Regions from separate parts of the Mus musculus genome. Here region 1 is linked to region 2. The links are chromatin contacts, called in public promoter capture Hi-C maps. All regions are on one chromosome and are shown on one strand. The core of a region is the stretch at or near the end of the contact, and the rest is flanking DNA. Distances in the headings are between cores, read along the strand shown.

The links. Promoter capture Hi-C pulls out the DNA fragments that hold promoters and counts their contacts.
Region 1: a contact with region 2 is called in a promoter capture Hi-C map of neutrophils, with 2.8 times the contacts expected there. The contact joins the promoter of Des here to the promoter of Prkag3 in region 2. A contact is called at or near these places in 3 of 39 promoter capture datasets (hematopoietic stem and progenitor cells, liver and neutrophils) and 1 of 484 Hi-C or Micro-C datasets (myocytes).

The regions. Positions count from the first base shown.
Region 1 is chr1:75,359,004-75,361,703 of GRCm38.p6, forward strand. Des (desmin) reads left to right here and starts at 1,289. Exons shown (of 9, transcript NM_010043.2): 1 at 1,289-1,989. The coding sequence starts at 1,415. RefSeq lists cis regulatory regions at 1-1,937, 1-1,400, 353-1,521, 796-962, an enhancer at 352-751, silencers at 751-796, 963-1,250 and a promoter at 1,251-1,331.
Region 2 is chr1:74,747,546-74,750,245 of GRCm38.p6, forward strand. It overlaps Prkag3 (protein kinase, AMP-activated, gamma 3 non-catalytic subunit), which reads right to left and starts at 1,410. Exons shown (of 14, transcript NM_153744.3): 1 at 1,273-1,410; 2 at 927-966; 3 at 327-479; 4 at 1-13. The coding sequence starts at 1,305.

The DNA of each region.
Region 1 (2,700 bases), core at 39-2,538, 610 kb after region 2:
CATTGCACAGTCATGCGAAGCTGTTTGGCCCCCACTCTATGACTAAGGACCCTGAGAGGTAGGGAGGACAAGGACATGCCTTTTGGCACCGCTTTCTCTCTGACCAGCCCTGGGTAGGACTACGGCTCCTAATCCAGGGCTCCATTTCCAAGGTTGAGCTATGGACCCCTAATCTAGTACTCTATCTCCAGGGTTTGTGTTCTAGGAGGGTCAGGGCTCAGTGAAGAGCTGCAGCAAGGTGCACAGAGAAATGTAGATGCCCTTAGGGGTCGGTGTGCGCCTTGTGCTTCAGGGAAGAGAGAGGCGAACACACCCCAGGCCTTCATCTCTGTTGGGGTCCTGGAGTGACTGAAGCTTGTCGCTGTCAGCCTTCCTTGACACCTCTGTCTCCTCAGGTGCCTGGCTCCCAGTCCCCAGAACGCCTCTCCTGTACCTTGCTTCCTAGCTGGGCCTTTCCTTCTCCTCTATAAATACCAGCTCTGGTATTTCGCCTTGGCAGCTGTTGCTGCTAGGGAGACGGCTGGCTTGACATGCATCTCCTGACAAAACACAAACCCGTGGTGTGAGTGGGTGTGGGCGGTGTGAGTAGGGGGATGAATCAGAGAGGGGGCGAGGGAGACAGGGGCGCAGGAGTCAGGCAAAGGCGATGCGGGGGTGCGACTACACGCAGTTGGAAACAGTCGTCAGAAGATTCTGGAAACTATCTTGCTGGCTATAAACTTGAGGGAAGCAGAAGGCCAACATTCCTCCCAAGGGAAACTGAGGCTCAGAGTTAAAACCCAGGTATCAGTGATATGCATGTGCCCCGGCCAGGGTCACTCTCTGACTAACCGGTACCTACCCTACAGGCCTACCTAGAGACTCTTTTGAAAGGATGGTAGAGACCTGTCCGGGCTTTGCCCACAGTCGTTGGAAACCTCAGCATTTTCTAGGCAACTTGTGCGAATAAAACACTTCGGGGGTCCTTCTTGTTCATTCCAATAACCTAAAACCTCTCCTCGGAGAAAATAGGGGGCCTCAAACAAACGAAATTCTCTAGCCCGCTTTCCCCAGGATAAGGCAGGCATCCAAATGGAAAAAAAGGGGCCGGCCGGGGGTCTCCTGTCAGCTCCTTGCCCTGTGAAACCCAGCAGGCCTGCCTGTCTTCTGTCCTCTTGGGGCTGTCCAGGGGCGCAGGCCTCTTGCGGGGGAGCTGGCCTCCCCGCCCCCTCGCCTGTGGCCGCCCTTTTCCTGGCAGGACAGAGGGATCCTGCAGCTGTCAGGGGAGGGGCGCCGGGGGGTGATGTCAGGAGGGCTACAAATAGTGCAGACAGCTAAGGGGCTCCGTCACCCATCTTCACATCCACTCCAGCCGGCTGCCCGCCCGCTGCCTCCTCTGTGCGTCCGCCCAGCCAGCCTCGTCCACGCCGCCACCATGAGCCAGGCCTACTCGTCCAGCCAGCGCGTGTCCTCCTACCGCCGCACCTTCGGCGGCGCCCCGGGCTTCTCTCTGGGCTCCCCGCTGAGCTCTCCCGTGTTCCCTCGAGCAGGCTTCGGTACCAAGGGCTCCTCGAGTTCAATGACATCCCGCGTGTACCAGGTGTCGCGCACGTCGGGCGGGGCTGGAGGCTTGGGGTCGCTGCGGTCTAGCCGGCTGGGGACCACCCGAGCGCCATCCTATGGCGCGGGCGAGCTGCTGGACTTCTCCCTGGCCGACGCTGTGAACCAGGAGTTCCTGGCCACGCGCACCAACGAGAAGGTGGAGCTGCAAGAGCTCAATGACCGCTTCGCCAACTACATCGAGAAGGTGCGCTTCTTGGAGCAGCAGAACGCCGCGCTCGCCGCCGAGGTCAACCGGCTCAAGGGCCGCGAACCGACTCGGGTCGCCGAGCTCTACGAGGAGGAGATGCGCGAGCTGCGGCGCCAGGTGGAGGTGCTCACCAACCAGCGCGCCCGGGTCGACGTGGAGCGTGACAACCTGATAGACGACCTGCAGAGGCTCAAGGCCAAGTGAGGGCCTCCCAGATCTTTCCCCTCACCCCCGTCCCCAGCAGCCCCCCTCCCCCTCGCCTGAGACCCTCCCTCCTCAGCCCATGTTTGGAAAAGGTCATTCCCCGGTGTTCGCTAAGTAGAGATCTTTCCTGGCCCCTTCTATGTAACACTGGAGTAGTAGTCTTGGGAAGGTAGACAGAAGAAATGGGGGAAATGGGGGAAATGGGGGAACCTTGCCTAGTGCACGGTGGGCAGCTGCCTGTGAAAGGATGCTAAGTTGCTAGAGTGATGATGACCATAGTCAAGGAAAGGGTCAGAGCACGTTCTGAGGGAGAAGCGAGGCTGATGAGAGCCTGGAAGGATGGATGGGCTGGGAAGAGCAGGAGGGAAGCCAGGCAGTAGTTTTAAGCTTAGCTGTGATGAGGCCCAAGGGAGGGGCGGGGATGGGGGTGGGGTGGGGGCTAGGCCCCTGGGCCTAGCTGAGGTAATGTTATTGCACTTGGTAAATGGACAGGTTTGAGTAAAGGGGACAGTGGATAAAGGCTGTGACCCATTCCACCACGATCCAGTAAAAGAGGCTGAATAATCCGGATATGGGGGCACCCCCTGTAATTCCAGCACTAGGGAGGATGATACAGAACTGCCATGAGTTCTAGGCAAGCCTAGGATACGGAGCAAATACAAGGCCAACCGGGCCTACTTAGCAAGATTTGTTTTAGAAAATTAAAA
Region 2 (2,700 bases), core at 160-2,659:
CTGGACTGGGCACCTGTTGGGGGAAGAAGGCAGGGACGACAGTAACTTCATCTTCCAAAGCATGCTATCTGGGCTTTCAGGGTTTGGCAGCACAGGGGGCACCGGGATGGTAAAGAGTCTCAGAGTCCTAGCTGACAGCAACTCTGTTCCATCCCAAGGTGGCTGCACTGGGACCCTGGGTCATCACATAGTTATTGCCTCTCGTTTAGGGAGGCAGAGGCCACAAGGTGAGACTGTGTTTAAGTCCGTGTGATGGAGAGGCCCGAGGTCAAGCTCTGCTCTGGAATTCCTGCTGACCCTGTCACCATAACTGACCTTGGCCTCACCTTCTCCCAAACCTGGTGGTTCTGCTTCCTCTACGGCCTCCTGTCTCGTCCATCTGGAAGCCTTGACTCCCCGTATGGCACAGGTTCTTTCTGAGCTGGTGGCCACAGCTGGTGAGGGCCATGAGTTTTCTCCTTGTTCTAAGAAGTCCATCTCTGGAAGGAGGAAAGGAATCTCTTTGACTAGTAGGAAATGATACAACAAAACCAAGTCCCATGTCATTACTGAGCCTCTTGGAAGCTTTCAAAGCCCCCCTCCCCAAATATTTCTTGTTTTCTATTCATTGGAATTTTCCAAGATACGTATTGTAAATGGGAATAGCATTCCTATTTAGCCTCGAGGGACCGGAAACTCTGAGAGGTTAAGCAATTTACCACAAATTTCACAGCTGGAAAGTGGTAAGGTGGGGTTCAGATCTTCAGCAAAGAGGAAAGGGGAGGTGGGGGACACATTGGGAAAAAGAAGAGGGAGAAAGCTGAGAGGAGAAAGAATTTCTCCTGAAAAAAGCCAAGCTAGGGGTTAAGGACTGGGGTTCAAAAAGACGGAGGACAAGGGAGCTAAAGAGAAAAGGCTAGACCCACAGGGAGCGATACTCCACCCACCTTGACTCTCTGGACCCCCACTGTGGCTCCAGGTCAGGGTCTTTGGGAGAGAATGTCTGAAGTGAAAATGCTATCCGTTCTCAAGTCTCTGGGTTGTCCCCTTTAAAAAGCACACCCACCCCAAACACCACATGTATACAGATAGGCACAACTTGCACACCCCTGGTACACCTGGAACCTCACACAGGCACGTACACGCAAAATACATACATACACAGCACCGACCAGTTCACACACTCAGAGTACAGTGCACAGCAAGCACGCGGGCTACACACGGGCGCCCACACACAGCCACGCGCTTGCTGTCCTTCTCTGTCCCAGCGCCGGCCCCCTGGGACCCCGGTACCCCAGGCAATGTGTGCTCCAGCTCGGGCTCCATGCGGCCAGCTCTAGTCCGTTAGCAAGTGCGCGACAGGCGGCGGCAGGGTGGCACTATTCTGGGCTGGTCCCTGGCGGCAGGCCCTTGAGAGATCGGGTTCTCTCTGATTGTCAGGTCTTGGGAGGGAGCGCTTAACCCGCAGCTGTTCCCGCACTGCAGCTTGGGGGCGCTGCGGAGGCGGAACTCTCATCTTCGAACTGAAAGTTTTAAGGAGAAAAGTTGGCTTCCTTCACTTTCTCCTCCATGCAAACTTCCCTAGCCTAGGTGGGATGAGTTAGAAAGGATACACTCGAGGATAGAGAAGGGTAAGGGGGTTGTGAGTGATCCCGAGAGAGGAGCAGAGTATGTCAAGACATCCCATTTTGGGTCCTGCCACCCTATTCCCTTCTTAGGTGAAAGATGAAAGATGGAGAAGGAGAATCAGACCGGTGGGCACTCTGCTGGTCATCCCAAAGGTGAGAGATGGGGCAGAGGGAGTGGGCTTCACACCTGCGTGCAGAGGGAGCAGTACCTGAACCGACCTGTGCCTGCGGGATGAATGGATGTGCGGGAGTCCAGTCCCTAACCCACCATGAGTACTGACTCTGCATCTCTCTGTGCCAGAGGGGAACCCAGCCTGGCTTCTATGCGCCTCACCCCCTTCCTTGGCATTCCTAGGGCCTGAGTCAGAGTCCAAATGGGGAATGCTGAGCCAGCTGCTCTGGCTTTCCTCTCCCTGTCCCTCCCTCCCTCTTGTCATTCCAGTCTCTTCCATCGCGACCCTCTGAGTGGACACTCAGGAATGGACTATTGGGTTTCCTGCTGGATTTAGTGAACATATTTTCTTTTCTGCTTCAAAGCACCTGCAATGGCCTCCGAGGAGGGTGGAGAAGAACTGTGTGGGGGGGGGGGGCTTTTGCTTTTCATGAGTGTCCCTGGGACCAGATCTGTCGCCAGATAGTGGAACTTCTGAGACACAGCAAATGGGCCCACCTCAGCGTCCATCAGCCTGTGCTCTATTGTCTAGGCATGGCAGTCTTTGCTGAACTTGTGACAATGGTCCACAGCTTGTCACTGTGCAGTATTTTCCTTGCTAGAGGCTGGTCAGTCTCTAAACTAGTATTCCTATTAGGTTTTAAGTAGCATCATTTCCAAATAAAAATTAGTTAGGATAGACGTTTGGTTGCTGTAACAAAGACCCAATGTAAGGATGCCCAGGAGCTTGAGAGGTGGCTCAGTGGGGGAGAACATTGTCTGGGTAAGCATGAGGACCCAAGTTCAAGTCCCCACATATAAAGCTGGATGTGGAAGTGGAAGCAGGAAGATCACTGGGACTTGCTGGTCTCCAGCCTAGTTTCACTAGGTTTAGTGAGAGGCTCTGTCTCAAGAAAGATTAAGATGGAGCCTGATTAAGCA